6 separate regions of the Mus musculus genome follow, and regions 1, 2, 3, 5 and 6 are each linked to region 4. Evidence: chromatin contacts called from public HiChIP or PLAC-seq and promoter capture Hi-C data. All regions are on one chromosome and are shown on one strand. Each heading gives the region's core, a stretch centred on a gene start, on an enhancer-like site or on the middle of the called end of the contact. The rest is flanking DNA. Distances are from core to core; before and after follow the strand shown. Region 1 holds the start of Aldh3a2 (aldehyde dehydrogenase family 3, subfamily A2). Region 2 has its middle 36 kb from the start of 1810063I02Rik. Region 3 holds the start of Olfr225 (olfactory receptor 225). Region 4 holds the start of Drg2 (developmentally regulated GTP binding protein 2). Region 5 holds the start of Mprip (myosin phosphatase Rho interacting protein). Region 6 holds the start of Zkscan17 (zinc finger with KRAB and SCAN domains 17).

Evidence for each region. Promoter capture Hi-C pulls out the DNA fragments that hold promoters and counts their contacts. HiChIP or PLAC-seq counts read pairs in DNA pulled down with a chosen protein or histone mark.
Region 1: an H3K4me3 HiChIP or PLAC-seq map of bone marrow-derived macrophages shows a contact between it and region 4, with 4 times the contacts expected there. The contact joins the promoter of Aldh3a2 here to the promoter of Drg2 in region 4. A contact is called at or near these places in 1 of 39 promoter capture datasets (hippocampal neurons) and 1 of 115 datasets of contacts at active chromatin or transcription factors (bone marrow-derived macrophages).
Region 2: an H3K4me3 HiChIP or PLAC-seq map of pro-B cells shows a contact between it and region 4, with 4 times the contacts expected there. The contact joins the enhancer-like site here to the promoter of Drg2 in region 4. A contact is called at or near these places in 3 of 39 promoter capture datasets (embryonic stem cells, liver and pre-B cells), 1 of 15 datasets of contacts at CTCF or cohesin (embryonic stem cells), 2 of 484 Hi-C or Micro-C datasets (the N1E-115 cell line and palatal mesenchyme), 4 of 115 datasets of contacts at active chromatin or transcription factors (embryonic basal ganglia, embryonic stem cells and pro-B cells) and 2 of 9 other capture datasets (adipose tissue and liver).
Region 3: a promoter capture Hi-C map of embryonic stem cells shows a contact between it and region 4, with 2.7 times the contacts expected there. The contact joins the promoter of Olfr225 here to the promoter of Drg2 in region 4. A contact is called at or near these places in 4 of 39 promoter capture datasets (embryonic stem cells, hippocampal neurons, liver and 1 more) and 1 of 115 datasets of contacts at active chromatin or transcription factors (pro-B cells).
Region 5: an HNF4G HiChIP or PLAC-seq map of pancreatic cancer cells shows a contact between it and region 4. The contact joins the promoter of Mprip here to the promoter of Drg2 in region 4. A contact is called at or near these places in 1 of 39 promoter capture datasets (liver), 1 of 115 datasets of contacts at active chromatin or transcription factors (pancreatic cancer cells) and 2 of 9 other capture datasets (adipose tissue and liver).
Region 6: an H3K27ac HiChIP or PLAC-seq map of double positive thymocytes shows a contact between it and region 4, with 7 times the contacts expected there. The contact joins the promoter of Zkscan17 here to the promoter of Drg2 in region 4. A contact is called at or near these places in 2 of 115 datasets of contacts at active chromatin or transcription factors (double positive thymocytes and large pre-B cells) and 1 of 9 other capture datasets (liver).

The regions. Positions count from the first base shown.
Region 1 is chr11:61,265,812-61,268,622 of GRCm38.p6, forward strand. Aldh3a2 (aldehyde dehydrogenase family 3, subfamily A2) reads right to left here and starts at 1,375. Exons shown (of 10, transcript NM_007437.5): 1 at 1,043-1,375. The coding sequence starts at 1,195.
Region 2 is chr11:59,884,532-59,887,231 of GRCm38.p6, forward strand. No RefSeq gene overlaps it. Among named protein-coding and RNA genes, the nearest start is that of 1810063I02Rik, 36 kb to the right of the region's middle. Within about 2 kb of position 1,305, at least 107 of the 459 cell types and tissues checked have an H3K27ac peak or open chromatin away from gene starts, as enhancers often do. A contact at or near this core is called in adipose tissue, liver, pre-B cells and 1 more, where this site is marked.
Region 3 is chr11:59,611,658-59,614,399 of GRCm38.p6, forward strand. Olfr225 (olfactory receptor 225) reads left to right here and starts at 1,309. Exons shown (of 1, transcript NM_001011740.2): 1 at 1,309-2,568. The coding sequence starts at 1,309. The coding sequence ends at 2,568.
Region 4 is chr11:60,453,303-60,456,002 of GRCm38.p6, forward strand. It overlaps Drg2 (developmentally regulated GTP binding protein 2), which reads left to right and starts at 1,289. Exons shown (of 13, transcript NM_021354.2): 1 at 1,289-1,441. The coding sequence starts at 1,378.
Region 5 is chr11:59,661,203-59,663,902 of GRCm38.p6, forward strand. Mprip (myosin phosphatase Rho interacting protein) reads left to right here and starts at 1,305. Exons shown (of 24, transcript NM_001368931.1): 1 at 1,305-1,746. The coding sequence starts at 1,624.
Region 6 is chr11:59,505,140-59,507,910 of GRCm38.p6, forward strand. It overlaps Zkscan17 (zinc finger with KRAB and SCAN domains 17), which reads right to left and starts at 1,501. Exons shown (of 10, transcript NM_172941.4): 1 at 1,025-1,501; 2 at 689-823. 4933439C10Rik (RIKEN cDNA 4933439C10 gene) reads left to right here and starts at 514. Exons shown (of 5, transcript NR_015585.3): 1 at 514-1,747; 2 at 2,052-2,173; 3 at 2,692-2,771.

The DNA of each region.
Region 1 (2,811 bases), core at 125-2,624, 810 kb after region 4:
GGCAACTTTGCTTTTGAGCAGCATCTTGATACTTCATCCTTAACGCACTGGTTTATAACCAGAGTCACACCTGCATATGTTCTACTTTGGAGCCAGATTTTAAATTCTGGACTTAATATATTTTCTTCAGGAACGCTATGTATGAACAAACATACACAAACTATCTGATGTTTGAGGAGTGGATGATTCACAGAGTTTTAATATTCACTATCCTATCTTGTTTACTAATTACCACAGCCCCTCTTTACCAGAAGTACTCTGAAGGAAGGTTTCTAGATTCTACTACAACTACTGTTACCACTTTTTGAAGCAGTCTTTGATTGAAAATCTGAAAATAGAGGTCTTACCATGCCTGGAATACAGATAGAAAGTAAAAGGGAGAAATAATATTACTAGAGAGTACAACAGACCATAGTTGTACCTTGAACACTACTTAAAACCTTGGTACTCAAAGCTTGCTTCTAAACAGGCCATATGTTATCACCTGGGCCCTCATTAGAAATCTCAGACACAGTCTCACGAGGACTAAGTCAGGATTTGTATTTTATCAGGTCCCCAGGGTGATTGTCTGTATACTGGAGGTCAATCATGTATATGATTAATGTCACACAAAGTCATATGGGGAATTTCAGTGCTGAAGATTATAGGAAATAAAAAGAACTGTCAACAAAAAGAAACCATTCTTTTAACGTCATGAAATAAAGACAGGGAGTGAAATAGCTGAAACCTACCAAGCAGACAAACTACTGAGATCCAGCCTATCCAGAGTTAACTGCACATTGTAAGGAAAGAGACTATGAACGCAGCAGAAATGGGCAAGGCTATACAGAGCGTTCGCAGACGAGAAATTGCCGGCGCCAAGTAAAGTATGCACTTCAATATGAGTGCAAATACAACAGTTTGGGCTCTAAGCGGGGCTGGAGAGTCCAGAGTCCAGGGTACTCTGCTTCCTCTTAACTGCTGGATAAACAAAACCAAACAACCTGCTACAGAGAAGGAATAAGGTGGCTCATCGGGCCCCTCCCACCCTGTGGAGGCTCACTTTGCTCAGGTCTGCCGCGATGGCTGCTAAGATTTCCTTCTCGCGCTCTTGCACCATCCTCCGCAGGGCCTCAAGCTGCTGCAATCGGAAGCGCAGCGGCCGAGATCGGCCGGACCGGAACGCCTGGCGAAGCCGTAGGACCTGGCGCTCCATGGCCGGGCCTGAGGAGAACGCGGAGCGAGGCAGGTGAGGGAGCACAGTACCAGTAAGGAGCTGCTATGGATGATGCCACAGCTCACTGCCACTTTCCGCTGCTGGGTCCTATCCGCCTACTGGCCTAGACCCGGCCCGGGTGTGGGCCAAACCCCAGCACTTCCCTGCTAACGACAAAGTGCGCACTCATTGGCTGAGCTGCTGCACGTGACTATGAGGCCCCGCCCCTTACCTCTAATCTAGCCGCGGGATTGCGGTCCCCGGGCGCCGGGTGTGTAGGTGCAATTTTTGGCACGCGAAGACGCGGAAGAAGTCCTTCTGGCTTCAGAAAAGAGCCAAGCGTCCTCTAGGAGGAGGAACTGAGGCCCGAGGGTGCTCACCCGGCCGGAAGTAGTCTCCCTTCGCCTGCAGTGCCTCAGATTCAGAGGCAAAGTCGCTGGGCCTGGGTAGGGCGGGCCTGGGTGGGGCGGGCCGGGTGACGCACGCGAAGGAGGTGAATCCAGTGTATACACACACACACACACACACACACACAAGCATTGTCATCGCCCACACTGATTTTCAATCCTCTCTACTGCGTACCATCCAAGGTTTTTTCCCAAATTTCCTCTCCAGGCTAATTAGCAATGGTTGACTTTCGTACCCATCTGGGGCTGCTCAGCGACGGCGGTCACTTTGTGTTGTCCTTCCCATCTTCTGGAAACATTTCCGCTTCCCTTCCTTGGCGTTCCCTAGGTTTTCCATCTCTGGATTTCTCCCTTTTCTGACCCATTAAAGTATTCAAATGTCTGGGACTAAGTTCTCTCCGCGCAGTCACTCATCTAATTCTACCAGTAGAGAGCAGAGAAGGCTCTCACCCAATCTTTCCTTGGACTCCCAAGGACACATTTAAATGCTAATCTCTATTTACACTTATAATGGACTTCTTATAGTTAATTTCATTAGAACTTTTTATTATTCTTCAGCAAACAACTCATACTTCCTACAGTGTTCCCTGTCTCTTTGACTTGATCTTCAAAATATATGTTGAGCCCAATAATGAGTGGTTCAAACCATACTACATATCTACTATATATAGCAATAGCACTCTAATAGGCTGCTTGCTTGATTGGTTGGCGACTATGAATCTGTTACTTCTTAGCTCTGTACTTACCGTTTTACACTCTGTAGTTCAGGAGCCCAGAGTAGGTTCTCCTCCCTCCTTGGCCTCCCAGGAAGTTCTGCCAGAGGAAGAAAGTAAGGAAGGAAGGAAGGACAGACTACCAGGACACTAAAGATTTCTGTTTCCCCATGGACTCAGTAGTGTGGCAGGTGCTGGCATTTCTATCGTGGAAGGAGAGTCAGTATATTCCTGCCTCTAGGAATTTCTTGGACAAGGTGGCTCCTAGTCCTAGAGGATGACAGTCACAGTGTCTCCAAATGGCACAGAAGTGGGCAGTACTGCAATGAGTTTCAGCTGAGATTCATTGGAGCAGTTTCTGATCTTTGAGACCATCCGCCCCACTCCACCCCCATGCTTCCTTCATTATTCCTGAAATCCTTCCTGCATGAAGTAACTGGGTGGGTTTGACTAGTTCCCCTTCAGCGTCACTGATACATTCAGAATGTACGGTGAC
Region 2 (2,700 bases), core at 55-2,554, 570 kb before region 4:
CAACTTCATGCTGAGCAACTGCCCAGCCTGTTCCCAGGGTGTCAGCTGAGGTAGATACCCCTGTGTACGCAAAGCCTTTCATTACTGCCAAGTCCTCATCTCTGCCTCCTGCCTAGCCCAGCTCCTCTGACCTCACTAGCTACTCACCACCACTTTGGTTGGAGCCTGTATCCCACCACAAAGCCTCTACACTACACTTCCCTCCTCCAGAGGCTGAGGTGGGTGAAGACTGCTCTTCAACAGTGTTCGGACACCAGGTCTTTCTTAAATGGCATCCTTTGCCTAAACTTGGACCTCTCCACCTCCAGCTTCTGGGCCACCACCTGCAACTCTCCTTCATTTGGGGGGAAAGGCTATGTCCCTAACCCCTAAGATCCCAAAGGAACAGAGATGGAGAGGAAGAAGAGAGATGGACAGATATTTAAATAGGACACAAGAAAAAGGGGAATTTGCAGGGCAGGGCAGGTGATAAGAAGGGCCATGAGGGAAGGGCACAGTTCAGAAAGCTGAAGACCATGGAGGGACTAAGAACTAAGACAAGGCCCGCGCAGCCTTGTGCAGAAGGGTAGGCCCGTGGGAAAGGGTAGAGGAGCACGGTGATGGCACCCAACCTCCTGTGACAGTGACACCCCCACCGTCCCAAGAATATAAACATCCTGAAGGCATCATCCTGCATGGCCTCCCGCAACCACACAGAGATATCCATGTGATAGCACAGGCAGTGTTTAAACAGCTGTAGCCATCGGCAGCTGGTCTCACATGGAGGCGCCCCAGAGCCATATGAAAACAGGAGCCTGCAGCCATGATTAGCCCTGGATTCTTGAGAAAAGCTTCTTGTGGAGGAAGGAGAGCACTTAAAGGAGCGAGAGCACAGGGCTTGGGGGCGCTCCTGGGCCATATGGCACCGGAAGCTCCGTGGGAGGGTGTTCCGGAAGCATGGAGGGCTTCTGGGAAAGGCAGACAAGTTCAGAGGCCGCGTAGTCTTTTCTGGGGCTTCTGACCATCTGTTGCCCTGTTGCCCTTGCAGGTTTCCTCTCTCTGGGGCCCCAGGAAGTAGCTGGTGGCTCTGCCTGGCCATTAATTCACCCATTTTGTTCTTCCCCAGGCTCTGAGCCCTGTGCTGAATATTCAGACTGGCTGCCTGATTTACCCCTGCCTGCGTTTGAGTGGTTCTATTTATAAAGCCCCAAGGATAGCTGACGAAAACGGTGAAGAAGAAACAAAATTTTCAGAGTTTAAAGGCACTATGCCAGCTGTTTGTTTGGAAAATAGGATGACGTCTATTCTCAGTTCCTGGCCTTCCCCTGGGACTGGGGAAGTCAGATTAGGCTGAGGCGTAGCTACCCGCAGAGCTGGACCACACATCACGCCCTTCTGTACCCACGACTTCAGAAACATTGTTTCTCCTTTGCTGACCTTGGATAGTGAAGGATGTTCTCCCTGCAGAGCACTCCAAATCCTTCCTGGGTTCTCCTATTGCATCCTTCTCCATCCCCTTTGGCTAAGGTGCCATGTCTTAGTGTTCTAGTGCTGTGAAGTGACGTCATGACCACTGTAACTCTTATAAAGGAACACATTTCACTGGAGCTGTCTTAGTTTCAGAAGTTGAGTACATTGTCCTCATGGCAGGCAGACATGGTGCTGGAGACATAGCTGAGAGTTCTACAACCAGATTACAGGCAGCAGAAAGAGTCAGGGCCGCTGGGTCTGGCTTGAGCATTTGGAACCTTAAAACCATACTTTTTCTAACGAAGCCACACCTCCTAATCCTTCTCCAGTGGTGCCACTCCCTGATGACTAAGCATTTAAATATATGAACCTATGGGGGCCACTCTTATTCACACACACCCAAAAAAAACCTCCACTTTTTCCTTGGAGGAGAGCCCTGCTAGGCCTTTTGCTGTGGGTTGGGAAAGTCTTGGGAATGGGGACCTGACGCTCAGGTGCCCTGCGATGCTGTGTAAAGCCTATGCTCAGATCTGGGAAGGAGGTATTGACCTCCTGGTCATTTTCTATGTGGCGCATCTTCCCTGGCTGATCCTTGACTTACTGTAAGGTGTGATGTGTTATACTTACTTCACCAAATGGAATGACTTTGAAGTCTCCTGTTTTGGTGTCTTCCCAGGCTGGTGCTAAGTGCTCCCTCCCACCCTCTCTTGAGATGCTGGCAGAGAGTGGTCCCACAGCTTCCAGGCAGCAGGTAACCAGGGCGATCAACCAGTTGTAGTGTGTGGCTGGACATGCATACAGGCTGATTGTGATGGTTTGAATAGAAATGGTCCCCACAGCCTCCTCTGCTTCACAGTTGGTGGAACTTTGTGGGGGAATTAGGAGGTATGGCCTTGTTGGAGGATTCCCAGTGTTCTCATTCTCTCTCTCTCTCTCTCTCTCTCTCTCTCTCTCTCTCTCTCCTACTTGTGGATCAGTCAGGATGTGATCTTTCTGCAGTCATGAATGCTAACCTTCAGAGGCCATAAACTAAAGTAAACACTTTCTTTTATGCCTTGATCATGGTGTTTTATCACAGCAATAGAAAAGTAACTTTAAGACAGAAGTTGGTACCAGGGAATGGGCTATTGTTGTGTCCTGACCATGCTCTTTATTAGAGGAATGTAGAAGACTTTGGGACTTTGGACTAAGAAAGCAGTTGAGTGTTATAAATGGGGCTTAATGGGCCATCACAGTAGGAACTTGGAAAGA
Region 3 (2,742 bases), core at 59-2,558, 840 kb before region 4:
ACCCTTTGCCATTGTCTTTTTGTATCTTGGAGCATGTGATATTTATTTTCTACTTCTTCTATTTTTCATTCATTGTATTACTGGATTCCCTTTTTTAAACTGGAAGCAAAGCGTGGTTTAAAGTGTAGCCATGAGACAAGTAACAGGCTGTTGACTTGTGGCATGCGGGGTATGAGGGAGGACAGCTGCCAGCTTCTGTTGCCCAAGAACATGGCTGCGACTTTTCTTAAGAGAAAGGCCAAGCACAGAGAACCATGTGCGGGAAGATTTCAGCCTTTAGCAATCATTTTTCTTCTCTTGGGAAAAATGCCCTGACTCCCCTTTCATCTGAGGGCCTCACCTGGCTGCAACATCTCAATCCTGGACTCGGTCTCTTCATGCATCTCTCAGAGATGCAGGTCATTCTGAGGAGAGGTCTTTGCAGCAAACAGGGCTTGGGTATTCCTAAGCATCCTCCTGACAGGTGAATTCCTCCTTGCAGACCAGCATCTTAGAACGCTGGGGCTTCAGGAAGCTTGAAAATCAACATGTCTCATATTTGTGAGACATTTTGCTCTTTTTTTTTTTTCCTTCCTGTGTGCCATAATTTTCAGAAAAACTCCACACAATGAAAGCTACTTTGGGTCTCTTAGGCAATGTCACTTGAATCACTAGGTCACAAGGTGAGACCAAATCTTTAGCTTTTCAGAAGTCAGAACATTTAGGACCATGGGCTCTTAGTTTCCTGGAAGCATAGTTAGTCACTGTGAGTAACTTGAATGCCAACGTGTGCCTCATTCCCTTTCCACCTGTAACTCGTGGCACAAGATCATAAGAACAATAGCCTAGGTTTTTATGCAACTGATCTTTGATGACTGAAACATGGACATGGGGTGAGGAAATGGGAGATCCAAGCAAACTTCTTGAAACAATTTCACAAAAATGAAAAGGTGATTGTATCAAGTTTTTGAAAATCACTGCAATGTTAGAAGACTCTGGGAAAGTGACTTTTTAAAATGTTACTTTATTTCTAAAAATATCAATAGGTGCTCCATTTTTAAACTAAAAAAAAAAGATTTGAACATTTATCCGTTTACCTTAATTAAATGGATTAGAGTGCTCTTTGGGGGATAGTTTGAGCTTCCTTCCATGGTAGACAAATATCTTCTCCTGGTACCTCACCTGACAGGCAAGCATTAAACAAGTCGCTACAGTTAAAATATTGATGATGTGGTGAAATACGTCCCTGCTGGGGGACCGTTTGTGTCCAGATCATCTTGGCTTTTTCCTAATGCTTGTGTGTCATGCTTTCTGAACAGGTCACAGCTGATGGAGAAGAACAATGAGAGCTCTGGGGAGTTTATTCTCCTGGGCTTCTCTGACCAGCCCCGGCTGGAGATGGTCCTCTTTGTTGTCTGTACGGTCTTTTATTTTCTAGCTGTCACAGGCAACTCAGCCATCATCTTCCTCTCCCTCATGGACCTCCGGCTACACACACCCATGTACTTCTTCCTCAGCAACCTGTCCCTTCTTGACCTCTGTTACAGCACCAGTAGCATCCCCCAGTTCCAGATTAACCTCTGGGGCCCACGGAAGACCATCAGCTTCGTAGGATGTGCTGTTCAGCTCTTTGCCTTCCTGTCCGTGGGGGGCATCGAGTGCATTCTCCTGTCAGTTATGGCCTACGACCGCTTTGTAGCTGTCTGCAAGCCACTGCATTACCTGACCATCATGCACCCACAGCTGTGCCTGAAGCTGGCAGCCTTTGCCTGGCTCGGTGGCACAGCCAGCTCGACACTGATGTCCCCACTGACCATGTCTCTGGGGCGGTGTGGTCATCGCCGTATCAACCACTTTGTGTGCGAGATGCCGGCTATCATCCACATCTCCTGTGTGGACACAAGCTGGATAGAAGGCCTAATTTTCATCCTGGCCATCCCTATTGTTCTTGTGCCTCTCATTATGATCCTGGTCTCCTACGGCTACATTGCTGCCGCCGTCCTGAGGATCAAGTCTACAGCTAGTCGGCGCAAGGCCTTCAACACCTGCTCGTCACACATGGCGGTGGTGTCTCTTTTCTACAGTAGCATCATCTACATGTACATGCAGCCTGGCAATTTGGCAAGCCAGGACCAGGGCAAGTTTCTAACTCTGTTCTACTGCCTGGTGACCCCCACGCTAAACCCTTTCATCTACTCTCTGAGAAACAAAGACATGAAGGCGGCCATGTTGAAGGTTCTGGGAAAAGATAGAAACCTGCTCGACCCGCAGGGCACTGACAGGACCTGGAACTCACCTCACTTGTCCATGTGTTTCGGACCCATAGTGAATCATAGTGACAATAAGCCAAAGGTGGCAACGATGTGGTGTCTTGTATCCCATAGGTCCCAGATCAGTGATGTATATTACTGTCTGCAGGGAAGGGCCTCCATTTTATTCAAGGAGATAGGACTTCTTACAAAAAAAAACCCCAGCAAACTGACAGAAAAAGACCTGTGGCTTCCTTTTTTGCACAGAGTGGAGGAAATGATTTATTTACAGCTAACCTGTGATGCTGTTCAGACACAAGAGGAAGGAGGCACCGTCTGACAGAATGTGTGCGCATGTGCCTGTGTGTCAGAGAAGTAATGGGAACACTTGCTCTCTCCCATAGAAAGCTGTCTCAGTTTTCCAGCTCTATTGCTCCACCCTGTGGAGCAAACATTCCCATGTCCTCTGATGGTCACCAGCCAACCCTCCTCCCTGTCCCCGCACAAACGGACT
Region 4 (2,700 bases), core at 39-2,538:
AAGGGGTGGGGATAGGGAATAAAAGAAGTGCAAGATACAGGTATATGAATGGAAATGTTATGGGGCTAGAGATGGCCCAGTGCTTAAGAGCACTTGTACTTGCAGAGGGCACAGGTTTGACTCTGGACCCCTATGGTGGGACACAAGCATCCCTCCAGATCCAGGCAATCTGATGCCCTCTTCTGACCTCTGCAGGCAACAAGGAAGACATGCATGTGGTATACACATACATGTAGGCAAAACACTTATACATGGAAAATAAAACATCTTTTAAAATGTTATAACCCATTATTTTGAATGCTAATTGTTTTTTAAAAGGAAATTTGAGGCAGAAGGGACCTGAGGACTTGGGCCTGGGCTTCTCAGGCCTTCTCATCTGCATTGACCACCCCAGCTTCCAAAATGCTCCATCACCTTTTGATACCCACTCAAAACATCATATAAACCTACCACACTTAAATCGTACTACCTTGCAGAAACAGCATACACATCTACTGCATTACCATGAGGGTGTGTAGACTTGGAGTTCACAGCCAGAGCTTCATTCTATCTTGGCACTGTCATTTAACAGCTGTAATTTGCAATACCTATTCGGAAACTGCAATGCAAGCGAGACTGGTGACCCCATGCACTTTGTTCTTGAAACAGACATGTTCGATTCCCAGAACCCACGTGGTTGTTCACCACCGTCTGAAACTATACTTTTAGGAGATCTGGTGCCCTGTTCTGAGCTCCACTGGCACATGCACATGGTGTACATACATATATGCAAGCAAAACACACATAAAATGAATACATCTAATTTAAAAATTAAAAAAACAAAAAAACAATACCCCACATTAAAGCTGGCATTAAGTGCTCTTAACGGCTGAGCCCAGTTTTGAACTTTTCGTTTGCTTTCCTATCTGACACTGATACTAGCTGTGCAACCCAGCTGACTTCAAATTCGCAGCAATCCTCCTGCTCCTGCCTCCTGAGTACTGGGATTAAAGGTTACTCCAGCAGGCTAGACCCCAAGACTCTTTTACTGCCTTTACAAAATGGGAGCCTTAAGACTTTCTGCCCATCTCCTTTTCTGTCACTATCAAAGAGAAAAGAGATTCCCCCTCTGCTTTGCAAACTCAAAGCAGTTTGGGGTCTGGTCCTAACGAACCAAAGTCAAGACCCGGATGCTCATCGCAGCTGGACGAGGTAGGAACGGATGGTATCTGCTCTCCACGTGGTGTGCCCGGACTCCGAATCTCGTAGCACCGGGAGCTCGGGAGGACTCCATTCTTGGTGCGCTTCCTGGTTCTGACTGCTTTGCTTCCGGCATTAGACGTGAGCGCTCAGCGCTGTAAGCTATAGGCAGCGTGAATCTCCGCCGAAGCTGCAACTATGGGGATCTTGGAGAAAATCTCGGAGATCGAGAAGGAGATCGCTCGAACGCAGAAGAACAAGGGTAAGGGCGGGATCGGAGGGGTCTCCCTTTCTACCCTCCTTGTTTTTCTTGTCTGTAAAATGAGGGGACAACTGGAGCCACCACCGAGGCCGGAGAAACACCGGGGAAGTGCCGAGGCGTGCGTGAGGCGGGAGCGGGCACATTCAGCGACGTGATTTCAGGGTTCTTGAGAGATCTGATCTGTGCTGGACTCAGTGTTCAAGTAGAGAAACCTCAGCGCGCACAATAAGCCCGTGACCCAGAAAGGCAGTGTCGGAGATTTTCCCCTAGGGTCCTGGCAGCTGGGCCTTCATGCTGAGAAGGGCAAGAGAAGACATCTCACAAAACAGCTTGTCCCGGCAGACAGGCAGGCGCCAGCGAGCTAGTGTCAAGGAAGTAGGGACTGGAGAATTTGTCCACTACGTTCTTGCTATGTAACCTTGTAAAGTCATGTCAGTTTTTGGCGACCCAATGTCCTCATCTGTGGATAGGGATAACACCCGCTCTGTTGTGGTTCACATGTGCAAAGCCCTTGCCAGAGTGATCACCTAATATTTAAAGTAAACCACCCCAAATACACAACACCAAGGAAGCATCAAACTGTGAGGGTTGGGGATCAGTGGAGAGGTGGGACTGCCAAGCAGTGTCTAGCCTTGGTGCTTTCCCGAGTCTTGAAGAAATGTGGTGACAGAGTTAGTGCTGCTGCCCTTCCTGTTCGGATGCACAAGGCTAAGTGACCTTTCCAGGCAGTAATGGCAGGGTGGGATTGATCTGACTTAAATTCAGGCAACAGCAGGTTCATAGGTCCTGAGGCAAGGATAAAGTCAGAGAAGGGTGGAAGGAGTTGGGGCAGGACAGCTGAGGTCCTCAGTCTCAACCATGTCCCTGCTATCATGCGGATTCGGTAAGACCTGAAACAGAATTCCTTCTCAGTAACTTAACCCTGTTCCCCAGAATTTGGAAGCAGTATGGTAACCCTAACAATACTTTTTTTGGTTTGGTTTGGTTTTTGGTTTTTCGAGACAGGGTTTCTCGCTGTAGCCCTGGCCGTCCTTGAACTCACTCTGTAGACCAGGCTGGCCTTGAACTCAGAAATCCGCCTGCCTCTGCCTCCCAAGTGCTGGGATTAAAGGCGTTCGCCACCACGCCCGGCCTGACAATACTATAAAGGAGAAGGAAAAGGGACAGGTGTACAGTGAAACAGTCTGTTCTCCCTCCATGAGTGCTGGGTGATGTCAGGAGAACTAAGCACAAGGTACCCATCCTCTGCCTGGGGCCGC
Region 5 (2,700 bases), core at 55-2,554, 790 kb before region 4:
GCACCTCCCCGGGGTAGTCACCAGATGACCAGTGGAAAAGTACGCAACTCTGAAGGCATTTCTCTCCTAAAGCCTCCTTGTGACCTGAGCGCAGCTGCTCTCAGTGCCACCACCTGCTCCAATATCACCTCCATTGTGAAGAATGAGTTAGTTCAGCCTGTTAAAAAACACAGGCTGACTTCTGGAACTGCCAGCCAGCTGAGCCTGGAATCTCAGGTCAAAGTGATTCCTCCTTTCTGTCTTGCCTCCCTCACTCTTTCCCTTTCCTCTCCTCCTTAGCCTCCTTATAAAGGTCTCATTACGGTCCAGACTGGCCTTAAACTCTCCACCCTCCTAGATCTACTTTCAGAGTTCTGGGACCACATACTCCTTTCTTGTTCCTCCTCCCCACACTTACACCTGCATACCTTGGGAACAGTTCTGCATGCTCTCTGCTTAGATCCATTTCACTGCTGCTGGGAACAATTTGCCTCCTAAGGAGCAGGGGTTGTCCCCCTCCATCCCCCTCCCCTCCGCCCATTCTGGACTCCTCTGTCGTTTCCTTTCCAAGTGGCCTTTTGCCTGGGAGTCTGGACAAGAGTGGCCTGTAGTATATAGTTCAGGCCCTTCTTGCAGAGTGACCTTGCACAAGCTATTCGCAGTGTCTGAGCTTTTGTCTCCTCAAGCACAAAACGGAGGTAAGAGTGCGTACGTAACTCTAGCAGAATTGGGCTCCCATAATAGAATTGACAACTCCTCACGGCTGCTGACATCTTCTAGTCACCTCGGAAACACTACGTCTTATTACTTAACTGCTCCGCGCGCCTCAGTTTCCTTACGTAAAACCGGAATGGTCACGGGAAGGTTATGGAACTTTAATGATCTAAAACACGGGAAGCACTTGAAACAATTTCTAGTCTTTATGGTGGCATCTGGGTCGACCACAGACCTAGCACACAGTAGGGGCGCAGGCTAGACGAGGCAGAAGGCCGCAGCGAAGAGACTACGAGAAAGACAGGGGCCCGCAGGGAGACCGCGGAGATCTCCGGCGTCCTTCCGGGAGCAGCCCAGCCCAACGCCGCAGCTGTCAGGCCGCGGGCGGCGGCGCCAGTCCACCAAACCTGAAAGTTCCATCCCAGCGCCTCCACCTTCCCAGCCTGGACAAGTTACCTTGCGCCCGCTGCTCCCGGTCCCGCCCCCGTCATCCATTGGTCGACGGGTTTCTTTGTTAGCAGGAGCGTGCGGGTGCCATTGGCTCGCGGGGCTGCCGGTTGCGGTGCCCCGCCCCACCCCGCCCCTCCCCGAGTGCGCGCGGCGCCCAGCTCGGTTCGTTCGCGGTGGCGGCGGGCGCCGGGTGAGCGCGACGGCTGGACTTGCCGGCCGGCGCCTTGGGGGCGGCCGCGGTGGAGCCAGCGGCCGGAGGCCGCGTCCGTCCATGGGCCCACAGCGGCCGGGCGGCGGGGCGGGGCGCGAGGCGGCGCGCGCGCTCTGAGGCCGCGGCGAGCAGGCGGGGCGCGGCGCGAGAGGGGAGGCCTTTCCGGGCCTGCGGCGGCCAGCGCAAAATGCGGCGGCGGCCGCGCTGAGTCCCCGACCCCCGGGAGAGCGCTGGGCCGTGGCGGCCCGCTCCGCGGCCGCCTAGCCGACATGTCGGCGGCCAAGGAAAACCCGTGCAGGAAATTTCAGGCCAACATCTTCAACAAGAGCAAGTGTCAGAACTGCTTCAAGCCCCGCGAGTCGCATCTGCTCAACGACGAGGACCTGACGCAGGTGAGCTGCCGCGGGTGCGGAGCTGAGAGTCCTGCCTGCGAGTCGTGCCGGGGAGCGCAGAGCCTGCGAAGGCCAAGAGAGAATAAAAATGGAGCAGGGAAAAAAAATGCGTGAGAGTTGGGGGATGGGGTTGGAATGGGGGCGGGAAGAGTATCGATAGAGCTGGGACAAAGGGAAAATCCTCAAGAATGCCGAAAAATAACATCCTTTCCCGTTCCCATAGCTCTGCCGTGTGATTCATGCTTGTTGGGTGACTCAAAAAAATGTCTGGTTTCCCTGGATAGGAACAAAGTGGGGCTTGCTTGCCACTTGTCAGTACTACCCCCCCCCTCGCCCCCCTCGCGACTTGTCTTGGGACTGGACGCAGACTTGGCCACCAAACTGTCCCAGGAATTGGCATGTTTGCGTGGGTCACCAGTTTCCATCTTGTGGAATAGAGCCTGCTCTCCTTCTAAGTCACTGTCACCGTCAGGGTCTGAAGAGAGATGAGGTGTTTCTCTTCAGATGGGTGGGTCTTGCTCTTGAACTGAAGGTAGGAATAGCTTTTGTCGAGGGGTAGGGGCTTCCCTTCTTGGTTTTGCTTTCTGGCCCAGGAGACCAAGAAGACCTGTACATTCTGGGGAAAGTTGGTTTCCCCCTCTGTCTGCCCTTAATTTGTTAGTCAGGATTTTGGACCAGGTTAGACGCTCTTCCTAACCCGTGTCAAAGTCACAGTCATGGAAAACAGAGTTCCAGACCTCCAAGTCACAGTCATGGAAAACATTGTCCTAGATTGCCAAAGACCTCCAACCCCGGAGCAGTGTAGGAGATTGGGAATTTGTGTTGGTACAAGGTCTCCAATTTGGGCAACTGGCCCTTGGGAACTGGTTGCTCTCCCGTTTCTGGTGTTGAGGATTCCTGGCCTTGTTTGCAGCACTTTGGGAAAGCACTATATATCCTGCTCCCCTTTCCCCT
Region 6 (2,771 bases), core at 251-2,750, 950 kb before region 4:
CGCTCACTGCCTGGCCCTTTACACCCTCACCTGGAAGAGACTCCCAGCGGGGCAGCACCACTTTGCTGGAAGACAAGCGATACCAGAAAGCCACCAAGCAACCGAATAACAACCTGGAACCTCAACTTTTCTGTATTCCTCTGATTGCCGAAGTAAAGGCAGACACCCGACGCGAGCTTCTGAAAGCAACAGGCTGTGAACCTCGACTACTCTCACGTCTTACTCCCGTATTAAGAACCCAATCCGGGCCCCGCCCGCTCTCTCCTGCTTCCTCCGCCCACTGTCTCCCACCTGCTGGGCCCTGAATGGCTCAGGTCTACACTTAGGATAGTGTGTCCAGGGTCCCACCCTCAGCACCCGGTTCTGCTGGGGGACTGCTCTCAAAGAGCCCTAGGCCAGACAAGCGTGTGCCTCTTTGTCACTCTGGCACCTGGCGCGCAGGAGCCTCGGGAGCGGAAGCTTTATGAATGAACTACCGTTAGGGAGGGGAGGGCTCCCGCAGGGGCGGGGCTTGCCCAAAGCAGTTATTGAAGGCGCAGGATCCCAGGGAAGGAATGAAGAGCAGGAGGAGGAGGAAGAGGAGGGTGTTTTAGGCCAGGAGAACTATGGGGTTTCTGTCGCTTCCACTCTTTCAGATTTGCTGGCTCTTTCCTTCGAAGCCCGGGACAGCAGGCGAGCAGATCCTCACCTTCCAGCTCGGTCTCTCTGGTGTTTTGGCAGAGGCGGCTCCAATGCATGGGCCAGACTCGGTCCCTGGCCAGGCCAACCCTGTCTCGGGATCCTCTAGAATGCATCAGCTGGGCTTGGGAGCGAAGGGAGACGCCTGGAAGAGAATTGTATTGCTTCATCCCCGAGGGCACCTATGAGGACGCGGCTCTGGGAGCAGGGATCTGGGCCCGGACGCGGGAAGAGGAGAACAGGGAGCAGGACCCAGGCGCGGGCTGGGGATCAGAGCGCGGGAAGTGGGGAGCGGGTTCCGGGTTCAGACAGCGGGGCATGGGAAGCCGGGCCACAGTATACTCACCGCTGCGCAGCGTCCCGGTTGGCGGGCCGCGTAGGCCGGGCCGCCGCGGAAAGGAAAGGCCGGAGCCCTCCGGCTCCCTCCCCTGGGACACTTCCTGCACCGCTCTAGGACCGAGGAGGTCTCCTCATCTCAGTGGTTCGCTTCCCCGCCTCCTGGCCGAGGTGTACGCGGGGGGGTGACATCCGACACCCCCGGCCCGCCTGGACCGCCCCGCCCCGCCCCGCTCCGTGCTCTCCCGGCCTGGGCCCGGGGCCCGGGCTTTAGCTTTGTGGGCCTTCCTAGCGGGCTCGGGATGCGCGCGCGCGCCCCGGCGGGACCCGGGCGCTGGGGGCCAGTTCGCGCGGCCACCAGCCAGGGAGGCCGGCTTGGGGCTTTGCTCTTCTCTGCTCCTCTTGTGTGGGCGCAGGGAAGGGCTGGTCTGGCGGCGCTGGCGAAATGCCAGAATTGGGAGGAGGAGGGATGAGGTGTAAGGGGATCTCCCAGTGACCATTTGCATCCCGTGTGTGCTGTTGTGCCCCAATCCCTTCCAGCCGCAATTCCATTTCAAAGCCAACGCTGCCAGAGCCACCCAAATCGGTAGGACTGGAGAAATGCAGACCCAGCGATCCACGGTGCTCGCCGAAGCAGCGGCCCGCGGCTTCGTGGCATGGAGATGATCTACGATTTCTCTGTTTAAGGAAGACTGTAGCACTCTGGGTCCCTCTGAGCACCAGGATAGTCCTGGTGAGTACGGAGAGAGAAGGTTGCCAATCCTGAGAGTATGAGTTGGGGAGCTTGTCGCTGGCTTAATGCATAAACACAGGACAGAGTGACTTAAGTCACGGAGAGTGAGAGGTGACCAAGAACTAGGGCATTGGAACCTATTCCTGCCTCATCTACCCTGTGTTGAGTAGAGTCCAAATCCTCCCTCAGTTCCCTCGGGCTGGACAATGGAGCCGGACTGTCAAAGGGAGGAAGCAAAGAAAAATCTGCCTAGAAGTGAGCTACTGTGCTGATTTTTTTTCCCCTTTCTGGTTCTCTTTCGAAGGTACATGGTAGGAAGTCACCCTTAAAGAAGGTGGTTTGATAGAGACACCCCACCACCGGCAGACTTCGTGCTTCCGTTTCCTTCTAATAATTGGGACTGGGACAATCTCTTCCGACTAGTAGGTATGGAGTTAAGGGTCGAGGTTTTGGGACATTAGGAGGTGAGTCAAGTGGATGATTGTTCCCCAAGTGCAGAAGAACGCTGAGCAAGCAAGGGTCACCCAAGGCTGGGACTTAAGGCTCACAGAGAGCAATAGGAGCCACCTAGACTTACAAATCCATGCCAATCCCTTTTCAAAAACACCAGCCAGGAAGCACAGCCTGGAATGACCAAAGACCCCGTTGGGGAGTCAAGCCTAGTGATTAGTCCAGTTGTGTATCCCGAAGGGCTGCTGTTTAGGCTCCTGCCTGGTGGCTGCTCAATACTTGGATTCCTCAGAGGCGCACTTATTGGAGCCCTCACGCAGGTAAAATGCAGCGCCAGGAGGTGGCTGATACATGGGATTTTTCTCCCCCCACAAACACTTTCCCTTTAGTTTCTCCCCCTGAGCTCACAACTCTCAGGATTTAGGTCCCCTCTCGCTGTTCAGAAGCCGCCAATGACTCCTAATATGCCTTCTTTCTGTGTTTCTTCTGCATAGAACCTGGAATAGGGACTAATAGACTGGAATCGGAGCACCTGTGTTAAATCACACCCATCAAGGCGCAGTCAGGTGATCTA